3 separate regions of the Mus musculus genome follow, and all the other regions are linked to region 3. Evidence: chromatin contacts called from public HiChIP or PLAC-seq data. All regions are on one chromosome and are shown on one strand. The core of a region is the stretch at or near the end of the contact, and the rest is flanking DNA. Distances in the headings are between cores, read along the strand shown.

Region 1 (3,744 bases), core at 341-2,840, 560 kb before region 3:
TCAATGGTATTTCTGTTCATGGTTTGTTTTCTTTCGTTTTGGGTCAGGGCTCTCTGTGAGCAACAGGAACAGATTTGGCCACAGAGGGGCCAGTTTCAACTGCTTGTGATGTTTTGGTCACCCCACTTAATGAGCAGCTTCCAGGAAGAAAGCACACATTGCCTGGGTGAGGGGCCAGTCACCCTGATTGGCAGGCCTTCCTGAGTGTGTGGGGGAAGGCCTTGTTCTCCTGAAAAGAACTGGGCTCTTGTTATCGGGGAGAGAAACACAGAAGCTGTAGGCCATGGGAAGGTGGCTGCCTGCCCTCCCACACTATTAGCTCTCCGTCCACCCTTCCTCCTACATCTTATCTCAGGATGCTCTCTTACTGCAGAATGAGGTATAGAAACAGAATAACCAGTATAGGCACCATTAACGCTATACTCAAGAACAGATCAAAGGAACTGACTCGCAGGACACTGCTTAGAGTAGAAAAAGGACAATATTAGTATGCAAAAAAAAAAGTATCTAAACACTTCTGTGATGTGAGGCTCCTAAGAGATGTGTGAACCTGTGGCTTTAAAAGCAGCAAGATGTCAACCTCAGACACTACCTGCTTGAGACCTCAGGAGACTCAGGACAGGCGTGGGGTGGCCACAGGGCGTGACACACTCCACAGACATCAAAGAAACACCAAGCGCCGAGGGATGGCTGGCTGGGAAAGTCCCTGCCCAGTCGGTGTAAGCATGAGAACATAGAGAGAAGCTGGTGCAGTGGGGTGAGCCTGGAATCTCAGTACTGGCAAGGTGGGGACAGGAGGATCCCTGGGGGCTCAACAGCCAGACAGCTTAGTCTACTTGAATTGTCTCTAAAATCTTCCCAGATCTTTCACTAGCTACTGAGTTAAATAAAATTTTGACACATGGTTATTTGATGTTTGTGAAATAGTTATGACTTTATCTTTGAGAAACTGGTTCAAACACGGCAGAGATGAATCTCCAACTTTTTAAAAGTTCTTCCCTTTACTATATATTTTTTTAAAAAAATTATTCTCATCAAATATTCAGAAACATTAAACAAACAAAAACTACCCCGAAGTTCAGTGTGGATGCAGAAGGATGCAATGTTTGTATTCATGAGCGGAGGAGTTGTGCCCTGGGCTTTGTGGATCCTAGAAAACCCCTCTGGCTACACCTCCTTCTCTTGTCTGCTCCTCCAGGCTGGTCATCCCAGTAGATCACCACTATAGATCACCCCTGTAGATCTCCACTATAGATCACCCCTTTCCTCCCTCTCATAGGCTAAGCTCATGGCCATCTTAGGCTGTGGCTTCTGTATGTCATCTCTGGAAGCCAAGAACTGTGTTCTCCCTATTTGCCATCCACCCAGGCTCCCTCTGCATCGCCCCCCCCCCCCCCCCGTGAGCTCAAGTCTGCAATGGATGCTGTGGCCTGTGCTTTTGGGCAGAGACGGAGGTGCGTAGAGACACTCTGTCACGCTCATTGGATGGATGTGGATCTGCCAGCTGAGACCTTCCTCCTGGGCTCAGCTGAGTCATTTCCCCTTCCCATTTTGGCCTCAAGGCCGTGTCCACAGGCTTTCTGAACCCTCCTCTCCAGAGGGATGGATTAGGTTGGGTTGGGTTGGGTTGGTCAAGGGCAAAGTCAGGGCACACAATCCTCCTAGAGCTGATCTTCTCCAAGGGGGAAGTGGACATCAAATACCTGGCTTGTGTCTCCTGGGCTCCTCGGTGCCCTCCTACCTGGCTTTGTCATTACTTTGATCCTTTGATCAAACAATTTCTGAATGTGTGTGGGGCTTAGGGTTTGAAAGCCAGAGCCAGGCACCAGGCATGTGGGGATATGATGGACAGAGACTGGGGGCCCGGTAGGGAGGGGGTGAGTCACAGAGTCTGGATAGGGGACATATGAGAGTCTAGTGGAAGCAACAGAGAGGGAAAATCACCTTGACAGAGGGACCAGCTTCTGCTGATGGGAAAGCTGGAGAGTGAATGAAATTTGCAGTGACTCAGTTTTCCACGCCAGCTCAGTGGAACTCAACAAACCCAACTCAGCACAGTCCAGCCCAACTGGTTACAACCGATCAGATCCTTCTACCCTCCCCACCTGACTCCAGCCCATTCTGCTCCACTCCAGCCACTCACCCCTCCTCACTAGTGTAATTCCAACCTAGTCCAACTGTAGCAGCCCAGCCCTGGAGTCAAGCACAAAACCTTTTACTGAAGCAGTCTCCAGAAGCCAGCCTATGACCTCCAAGAGCTCTCGGCCTTCCAGGGAAAGCTGGTATTGGAGGGGAAAGGGGTGGACAAGAGCAAGGGACATGATGCAAGGGCACGGCAGCACAAGATGGCCGCTTAACACAACGCCAGGGAATGTGTGCAGAGTTCGAGCTGTAAGGAGAAAGAAGAAACCTCTTTCTTTCTTTACTCTTTCTTTCTTTCTTTCTCTCTCTCTCTCTCTCTCTCTCTCTCTCTCTCTTTCTTTCTCTTTTTTGAGACAGGGTTTCTGTGTAGCCCTAGCTGTCCTGGAACTCACTCTGTAGACCAGGTTGGCCTTGAACTCAGAAATTCGCCTGCCTCTGCCTCCCAAGTGCTGGGATTAAAGGCGTGTGCCACCACGCCCTGCTCAAGAAACCTCTTTCTATAGGGACCATCCATCCATTCATCCACCTATCCATCCACTGACTAACTCACTCATCCATTCACCTAACAAGGCACAAGGTATGTGTGCATTGATGAGAATGTACTCGTCCTAGGTGCCTGGGGCTGGAGGATGCAGGGGTGTGGGGAGATGGCGCTCTCTCCTGTAAGGCTTCCTTGAAAATTCACCCACAGCGCAATGCAGGGAGCCGACAGCTACCTAGGACTTTCCAGATAGAGACAGAGAAGAAAACACAACAGTGTGATGAAGGGTAGAGAGCAGAGAGAGGGTGGGAGGGAGGCGGTGGGAGAGAGAGGGCACAGCAGCATGTGGCCTGGGACTCAGTGTCTTGGGAGAGAGCTCTCTGTCCCCAGTTAGGACTGAGACCTGCATGGGAAGGCTTGAGGTTGGGGCAGGGACAGTAAGTGCCCAGCTTTAAGGGGACAGTCCTTCTTGTGCTTCAGGAAGAGCAAGGCCGGGACAGCTGTTCCACAGTGGGGAGCAGGGAGTCAGGTAGGAGAGGAGGGCCAGGCCAGTGGCTCAGAGGAAGGCCTTGGGAACAGGCTTATTACACCTGGGAACTCGGACTCTGGGCGGGGCCACCCTTTTACTCTCTGGAAACATCCCACAGGAACAAAACTGGAAGAAAGTTTAGCTTTTCTTGAGTGTGGAAACTTTTTTTTTTTTTTTTAAATGATCCCATCCCACTCCGGGTGCGTCTTTCTCCTGTGACATTTCGTTTGCTGTGTGCCTGGATCAATGAGACTTTGCAACAACGGACAGCCAAGTGATGCTTACGGAGACGCGGGGGTCGTCCTGGTGCTGGGAGTCGGGGAACCGTGTGCGCACAGGGCATTTGTTACATCTGCATTTATTGAGTACTTACTGGGTGAGGTCATGGCTCCTGACACTTTACTGGCATGACCTCACTCTGTCCTCAGCAGCTCTGAAGGGGGTTCACACTGTCCATAGGTAAGAAATGGAAGGCCAGGTTGTTGGGGATGCTCTGCTGGTCCTCACAGTTTTCTAAGAGAGGCAACAGCAGGCAGGCTGTCAATCACAGCCGGTGGGTGTTGGCACATTCTGCATCCGAGGACTCCAGTGT
Region 2 (3,666 bases), core at 1,054-3,553, 610 kb before region 3:
CACTGGGAATTGAACCTACGGCCCTGTGTGTGCTAGGCAATTGTCTAATAACTGAGCCTTGTTCTCATACCTGCTTAAATTTTTTTTTCTCTTTTAGGATAAGAGGTCTTTCTCACTCTGTAGCACAAAGTAACTGTGAACTCAAGGCAATTCTTCTGCCTCAGCTCCCTCATACTGGATGACAGCACACCTAGCTCCAGCCTGGTTTCAAACTCACCATCCTCTTGGCCGCCTTGGCTTTGCCAAGTTCAGGAACTTCAGGCACGTGCCTCCACCCCTGGCCAGAAGCAGTTTTCTTACTAATAGTTTTGATCCGAGGGCTAGGTGATCCAAGGGTCAAAGGTCACTCCTAGAAGTCACAGTTAAAACAGGGACATCTAGGAGAGGAACGGTTGACTCGGGAACCCAGGGGTTGTCGCCAAAGCTGCATTGAACTCCGAGGTGCACTTAGGGTTTGAAACGGCCCCAGAGATTGAAGAGAACAATGTCAAAGAGAAGAGATGAACAGGAGACGTGAGGATGGAAGGTGAGGAATCCAGAAAGCTGAGAGCCACACCCAGGGTGCGTGATAGGGATTTCGATCTCTCTCTGGAAGGGAGGGTTTCTGTTTCTGGAGCTGGAAGGCATAGGAGCAGGGGAGCCAGAAAGAGCTGCGGCAGGGCTGAGGGGGCTCTGGAGGCAGATGGGAGGCAGCAGACAGTGGATACTTACAGATGAGTTAGTATCTGCCCTTCTGAGTGGTAAGGTTCTCCCCTTTTTCCTCCCTTCCCCTCCCCTCCCCTCCCCTTTTCCTCCCTCCCCTTTTCCTCCCTCCCCTCCCCTCCCCTCCCTTCTTTCCTTCCTTCCTTCCTTCCTTCCTTCCTTCCTTCCTTCCTTCCTTCCTTCCTTCCTTCCTTCCTTTCTATACAGGTTCTCAGCCCTCTAAAGGCTGCCCTTAAGCTTGCTAAGTGGCTAAGGATGACCTTGAACTCTTGGTCCTGATGTCTGCACCTCTCTAGTGCTGGGTGACAGGTGTGTGCCACCATGCTGGGCTTTTGCTGAGGGAGGTTTTGCAAAAGTCAGGCAAGCGCTCTACCAGCCGAGCTACACACATATTTCCTAATGGCTATGTGTAGCTGCTTCCCTCTGGGTTTATGCAGAGCCGAAATGAAATTTCAGAAGAGTGGATTTATGCCTGAAGTCCTATTATAACAGAAGAAATCTGAGCTTTTGGTTCCCTTGGAGGCCAGCTGTCAGGGATGCAGAGTGCAGAGGTCAAGAGAGGCCTGCCTGAGAAGATGTTGCCCAGAGCAACAACCTGGGGGAGGGGAGTGGGAGGGATTGGCCTAGACTCTGTCTTTGGAGGCCTGGTCAAGGCAAGAAACCAGGAGCTGAGCCATTCAGGACTGAAGTTGATACCCTTAGGGGGGCTGGTGGCTCACTTTCGGAAAATTACTTTCCTGTCTTTGGTCAAAATAGCACTGTGGGCAGCAAGTATTGTGTATAAGACAGATAATAAAAGCTCCCAGCTTATAGGATGGGTGTGTACACCCCAGCCTGCCCTGGGAGAAATCACATCACAGCAAACAGAGACCATCAGACTCTCCAAGGGATGGGCCCATCCTCCTTCCTAACACACAGAAGCAGGGCTTCTAGAAGCCATTTGCCCGTCCCAGCTGTTTTGAGTATTCCTCGCACCCGTTTTTTTATGAGTCTTTGAGAGGGGGACCTGCCTGTGTTGGCAGGTTTCAATTTCATCTCGAGTCTACTCTGCCTGGTAACAGAAGCCCCAAAGCACAGGAAAGCGACCACAGGCATCTGGAAAAGATTGACTTCTGTGTTTTTAATCACCAGAAGAAAACCCAGCCAGGGAGTTAGCCAGTTGAACTGAGAGTTTGAGGGCTAAGGCCAGCAGCAGCAAGGGAGAGAAGTCTCATGGGGCCCAGAGACAGTTTTCCCCAGAGAACTCCAGAGGCAGGCCCTGGAGGAGCAGCCAGGCTGGAAGCACAGGACAGGGCCAGTTTTGAAAGTTTGTTTGTGCCTATCCCATTCTCTTTCCTCTCTGAGTTTTTACCTTGGTGGTGGAAAAAGTGTTGTGATTTCTAAAGACAACTTCTTCCTCATCTTCCCCTGTGAACTGCCGAGCAAAGGATTAATTTAGATTTCTGCCATGCCGGGGCCTCTCTCATTAAATGAATCCCATTGTCTCGTGGAAGCCCAGGCAAGTCAGCTTAATGACGCCTCGCTCCCTCCAGTCCTGAGCAAACGTCCCGGGTGCTTTCTGGCTCTCTCTGCCATAGTTTCCTTGGCAGCTTTCCAGTTTCCATTCTGTTGCTCCATGCTCCAAACTCCTCCCCCACCGGCCCCACCCACACTATAGTCTGCACCCCTTTCTGATGCCTCGTGGGGTGTGCTTACCCCATTTCTATGGTTTCTGTTTCTACTGACAGTGTGACTGTACACAGCCAGGCTGTTTGGAGTTCTCAGAAGACATGGAGTCGGGTTCCTCGTGTCCCTGACAACAGTTCATGTTTGCTGGGATAGGATGTGTTGGTTGCAGGGAAAGGCAGACATTCTTATGCCCATAGTCGGAATAAAGGGCACACAAACACTTGTTCCTTCTAAAGGAACAAGCAAGAAAGAGTCCCAAAAAGTCCTTTCACTTCTCCATATGGGCCTGGATGAGGAAGTGGTCAGAGGCAAAGATTTCACATCCTTTAGCAGTCTGGAAGATTGAAAAGACAGAAGCTGGTCTGACATTGAACAGAAATCTCCATAAAACAATCTCTGCAGGGTGGATCTCATTGCATCTCAGACTGTGGCTGGGTGCTTCATGGACATATGACCTTCTGGGCTGAGACAGACAGAGCTCATGGAAACTTGGGCTAATTGGTTAGGATCCCCCCTTCTCTTGGACTGGTGCTCAGGCTGGAAAATGGGACCATTCTGAAGGCTTGTTGAGGGCAGAGAGTGGGCATGCCTCAGGGTGGGGATGCCGAAGGAAGGTAATGGGAGCTGGGCTGTAGATCGTGCCCTGAATATTTCTAGACACATAGGAGTGTGAAGCGGGTGTGGGCTTTGTAGCAGTCAGCTTTGGCTGTGTAACAAAGTCCCCCATCCTTCCAATGTTCATGGCTCACACAAGCCTTTGTTGCCTCCAGTTTCTAAGGGTTGGATTCGGGCACTTCCTGAATGGTTTGGGGGCTCCAGATCCATTGCGGGCTAGCAGCAGGGAGCAGCTGCAGGCCTTGAGGGTGTTCTTGTAAGTGCCATGGAAGGACAGACTCTGGGCTTGCTCACGTGGCCACTGGCCCCACATTCCCTTCCTAACCAAACATCCCCACCCCTGTACATCAAATCTGCGTTGTGTGGGAAGGGACATGGAGTCGAAGGGACAGGGATCAAGAAAGGCTGGCTGCTATCAATTTTATTTAAAAGGTCCTTAGAGGGGCTGAGGAGGCGGTTAAGCTTAAGGACTTGAGTTCCAGAGCCCACATAAGAAAGCTGGGTGTGGTGGCATGCGTGGGTAGCCCCAGTGCGGGAGGTGTGGACAGGAGGCTCGCTGGCCAACCAGTCTTGCCTAATTGGTGAGCTCCAGGCCGAAGAGAGACCTGTCTCAAAGGAGGTGGGCTGCATTTCTGTGACGGACACCTGGAAGGACAGGGAATGTGAAGAGATGAATCTGAG
Region 3 (4,024 bases), core at 1,205-3,704:
AAAGGGAGGAAAGATTTATTTTGGCACATGGTTTCAGGGATACAGTCTGCCATGGTGGGGAAGCACCCAGTTGGGTGTAGCAGCAGAGCAGCACGGTGGGAGCGGCCAGTCTGATCCTTGAGCATTGGGAAGCAGAGCTTGGCTGTACTACACTGACTTCCATTAGCTAGGCCACAGTTCTAGGAGTGCCACAACCTCTCAGGACAGCGCCACCAACTGGAGACTAAGTGTTAGAACACATGAGTCTGTGGGGGGGACGACGACGACATTGTATTTCTAAACCATAACACATACTAGTATTAACCAAATGTAGTTGTCATTTATCTGAAATTCTTACTCAGTTTAGGACAGATACATACAGGAAGGAGGAAAGTGGAGGCCAGAGAGCTGGCTCCAGAGTTAAGAGTGCATACTGCTCTTCCAGAAGACCTAAGTTCTGTTCCCCACACTCTTGTCGGGCATCTCCCAGTCCCAGGAGGATCTGGCATCTCTGTCCTCCACAGGCACTTGACACACACACACACACACACACACACACACACACACACACACACAGACAGACAGACATACATGCGTAAAGGTAAGTAGAAAGAACAGTAATAAAACAAAAAGGGAGGGGAGAATAAAAAACACAAATTTGTATCAATAGTTTTCATTGCTGTGTGAAAGCCGCCCGAGGCTTATTTTAAGTGTGCACCCCACCAGTGAGCAAAGCATGGCAGCAAGATCAGCCCTGCCAGTGAGCAGGCGGGGGCAAGGGGGCCTGGGAGGCGGGGGCGGGCGAGTCGGGCTGGAGCAAGGGTGAAGGGAAGATCAGCTCTGCCAGAGAGCAGGCTGGAGCGAGGGGACATGGGGGGGTGCAGAGCAAGCTGGCCGGAGGAGGGGGGTTAAAGGGGGGCGGGGGGGGGAGAGATCAGCTCTGCCAGTGAGCAAGCCAGAATGAGGGCGGGGGTGGGGTGGTGTGGGGTGGTGCAGAGCAAGCCGGGCGGGCGGGCCGGAGCAAGAGGGAGAGGGGAAAAAAAAGATCAGCTCTGCCTATGAGAGCTGGAATGGGCGCTGAGCTGGTTGATCACAGTACCACAGTCAGGAAGCAAAGACCATTGATGGACCTCAGCTTGCTGACAGGGTCTCCAGCACCAGCTGACTTCAATCTTCCCGTGTAGTAAACCTGAACTCTTTTTTAAAAAGAACATTTCAGAGACTTTGTGATTTAAAAAAAAAAGGACATATTTTTGTTATTTTAAAGTATGTATTATGTGTAGGTATGTGCATATGAGTGCAGGCGCTGTGGAGATTTGAGGCAGCAAATCCTGTGGACCTGAGTTTGCAAGCCATTGTGAGTGGCACAACGTGGATGCTAGAAACTCGGGTCCTCTGGAAGAACAGAATGTGCTCTCAACCACTGAGCTATCTCTCCAGCCCCTGTCTTGCACTTTAAAATATTTTAAATTACGTTTACTTATCTACTCAGGGAGGTGACACTTAGGGACAACTTGCATCTATCATTTCTCCTCCTTCCACCATCTGAGTCTCAGGGATGGAACTCAGGTGACCAGGCTTGGTGCAATCGCCTTTACCTGCTTAGCCATCTCACCAATTTCTGATAACTTCTTTTCCATGACCACCGATGTCTTTTACTCCTTGATTAGTTATCAGAGTGGTTAGCATGCCCTGGCACAGAACAGGTATGGTCGTTAGGGTGCTGTTCCGATCAGTTTTCTCACCCAAAGGACAAAAGAGAAAGTTACCACCAAGCTGCCTAGGAAGTAGCACTGGCCTGTGCTTCTCTCACAGGCTGTGCGGACTCGATTCATTTAAAACTCTTGTAAATAGAATCAACGAATGAAGCAAGACTGACGATTGGGGAATGAAAGAGACCACGGTGAGAGGTGATACCTGACGGCAGAAACTGTACCCACCACGCATGCAGGGCAGACCCCGAATCTACCCTGCACTCATTCCATACAGAAATGCAGATTCGCTTCCACCCCGCACCTGCCTCAAACTCTTCCTCCGCAAAGTCTCCATACCACACACATCGCCTCCGCCCCATACGCCGCATCCACCGCGCACTCACCCAACACTCGCCACAGACCCTGCATCCACTTCACACATTCCATATTCACTTGGCACAGACCACAGACACAGCATCCACTCGCAGAGGACAGACCTCTCTCTCAACATCAAGCCTGTACACACTGGAGAACCCACATCCACCCCACACAGATCTCAAACCCCTGCATCCTCCTGTTCCTGCTGGTCGCGAAACCTTCCTCAGCGCGGCTCCCAAGAGGAAACTAGCTGCTCCCTCCGGGCTATCGACCCGGACTCGGTCCGGGATACCGACACCGACTAAGCCCGGGCATCTTGGTGGGCCACCAGTGCTCTGAGGAGCTGAGTGGCGACGCGGGGGATCGCTGGGATTTGTAGTTCCAAGGCCACGCCCAGCACTACGGGTCCCAGGAGGCCGTGCGTGCGACAGGGGCGTGGTCACACTGCCTAAGAGGCTTTCTCCTCCCCGGAGCTAAAGAGAGCATAGTTTTCCCCCCATGCTTGTCTCCATCCTGGAGTCCTGACATCTATGGCGTGTTCATTGTGGGCCAAACACCGTTTCTCAAGACTAGTAGCTGAGGCGGCAGCGTCAATACTTTTTAGACGAGCAAACTGAGGCCCGAGGTCAGGAGCCCTAAGTCACTGGTTTGAAAGGGCATTGGGTCACAAGGCATTCAGACCCCAAGTATCACGGTTTACATCAGAGAACAGCTTGCGATACAGTGGGGGAAACTGGTGCCGCCAGAAGTGGCACAAACTGTCACCCCATGTCTCCTGACATGATGAAAAGCAGAAGAACACTAGGTAGTGTTCTTGCCTCCGCCACCCCCCCCCCCAAAAAAGTGTCTCAGCTATTACAAAAGAAGAGAACCCGACAGGAGCAACATGATATAGGGAGAATTTGGGGAAATCTCAGTGACTACCTTTCCCGACTGTCAAACCTGAAGAGCTGAATGGTAGCATCGGAACCTAAATCTAGAAGAATCTGACAACTTTATAGGGCCAAATCCAGTGGGGGAGAGAGAGGGAAGGAGGGAGGGAGTAAGAGAGAGAGAGAGAGAGAGAGAGAGAGAGAGAGAGAGAGAGAGAGAGAGAGAGAGAGGCAAAAGCTGCTGCAAGGGGGCTGGGGACATGGTTCAGTGAGTCCAGATCTCCAACAGTCACGGAGGCGCCCTTGGGGTTAGGAGTAAGCAGAGATGACATGATCCCTGGGGCTCACTGAAGTTCAGTGAGAAAGCCTATCTCAAAAAAGCAAGATGGAAGGTGATGGAGAGATGGCTCCGTGGTTAAGAGCACTTGTTATTCTTCCAGAGGTCCAGGGTTTGATTCCCAGTGCCCATATGTTGGCTCACAGTGGTCCATAGCTCCAGTTCTGCTACCAGGGAACTCATAACTGTTTCTTTATTTGACCTTCACTGGCACCAGGCACCCATGAGGTACACAATTATACATTTGCCAAACACACATATAAATAAAATATACCTTAATTTTTGTTTGTTTGTTTTTAGAGACAGAGTCTCTTTGTGTAGCCCTGGCTATCCTGGAACTCCCTCTATAGATCAAGCTGGCCTTGAAACTCACAGATTATCCACCTGCCTCTGATATTAAAGTGCTGATAATAAAGGCATGTATCACCACACCTGGGTCAAAATATAATTTCAAAACACATTTGTGTGAAAAAGCCAAATCATCTAAAGAGCAGTCTCTTGGCAATCAGTTTGGACCTAAGTATCAGACAAATATTCCAGCAGGACAGGTGGAGTCAAAAGTTAAAGAATTAAGGTGTATGCCCGGCGTGGTGGTGCACGCCTTTAATCCCAGCACTCGGGAGGCAGAGGCAGGCGGATTTCTGAATTCGAGGCCAGCCTGGTCTACAAAGTGAGCTCCAGGACAGCAAGGGCTACACAGAGAAACCCTGTCTCGAAAAAACCAAAAAAAAAAAAAAAAAAAAAAAAAAAAAAGAATTAAGGTG

What was found. HiChIP or PLAC-seq counts read pairs in DNA pulled down with a chosen protein or histone mark.
Region 1: a contact with region 3 is called in an H3K4me3 HiChIP or PLAC-seq map of bone marrow-derived macrophages, with 3 times the contacts expected there. The contact joins two enhancer-like sites. A contact is called at or near these places in 4 of 39 promoter capture datasets (the 3T3-L1 cell line, embryonic stem cells, hippocampal neurons and 1 more), 2 of 115 datasets of contacts at active chromatin or transcription factors (bone marrow-derived macrophages and effector CD8 T cells) and 2 of 9 other capture datasets (liver and macrophages).
Region 2: a contact with region 3 is called in an H3K4me3 HiChIP or PLAC-seq map of craniofacial prominence, with 3 times the contacts expected there. The contact joins two enhancer-like sites. A contact is called at or near these places in 6 of 39 promoter capture datasets (the 3T3-L1 cell line, embryonic stem cells, hippocampal neurons and 2 more), 1 of 484 Hi-C or Micro-C datasets (cerebral cortex), 7 of 115 datasets of contacts at active chromatin or transcription factors (bone marrow-derived macrophages, craniofacial prominence, embryonic basal ganglia and 4 more) and 3 of 9 other capture datasets (embryonic stem cells, liver and macrophages).

Annotation. Positions count from the first base shown.
Region 1 is chr2:166,227,046-166,230,789 of GRCm38.p6, forward strand. No RefSeq gene overlaps it. Among named protein-coding and RNA genes, the nearest start is that of Gm30536, 34 kb to the left of the region's middle. Within about 2 kb of position 1,591, at least 35 of the 459 cell types and tissues checked have an H3K27ac peak or open chromatin away from gene starts, as enhancers often do. A contact at or near this core is called in bone marrow-derived macrophages and effector CD8 T cells, where this site is marked.
Region 2 is chr2:166,178,623-166,182,288 of GRCm38.p6, forward strand. Gm30320 (a long non-coding RNA gene) reads left to right here. Exons shown (of 4, transcript XR_866951.1): 3 at 98-526. Among named protein-coding and RNA genes, the nearest start is that of Gm30536, 14 kb to the right of the region's middle. Within about 2 kb of position 2,304, at least 165 of the 459 cell types and tissues checked have an H3K27ac peak or open chromatin away from gene starts, as enhancers often do. A contact at or near this core is called in bone marrow-derived macrophages, cerebral cortex, craniofacial prominence and 2 more, where this site is marked.
Region 3 is chr2:166,784,372-166,788,395 of GRCm38.p6, forward strand. No RefSeq gene overlaps it. Among named protein-coding and RNA genes, the nearest start is that of Trp53rkb, 7.4 kb to the right of the region's middle. Within about 2 kb of position 2,455, at least 336 of the 459 cell types and tissues checked have an H3K27ac peak or open chromatin away from gene starts, as enhancers often do. A contact at or near this core is called in bone marrow-derived macrophages, cerebral cortex, craniofacial prominence and 3 more, where this site is marked.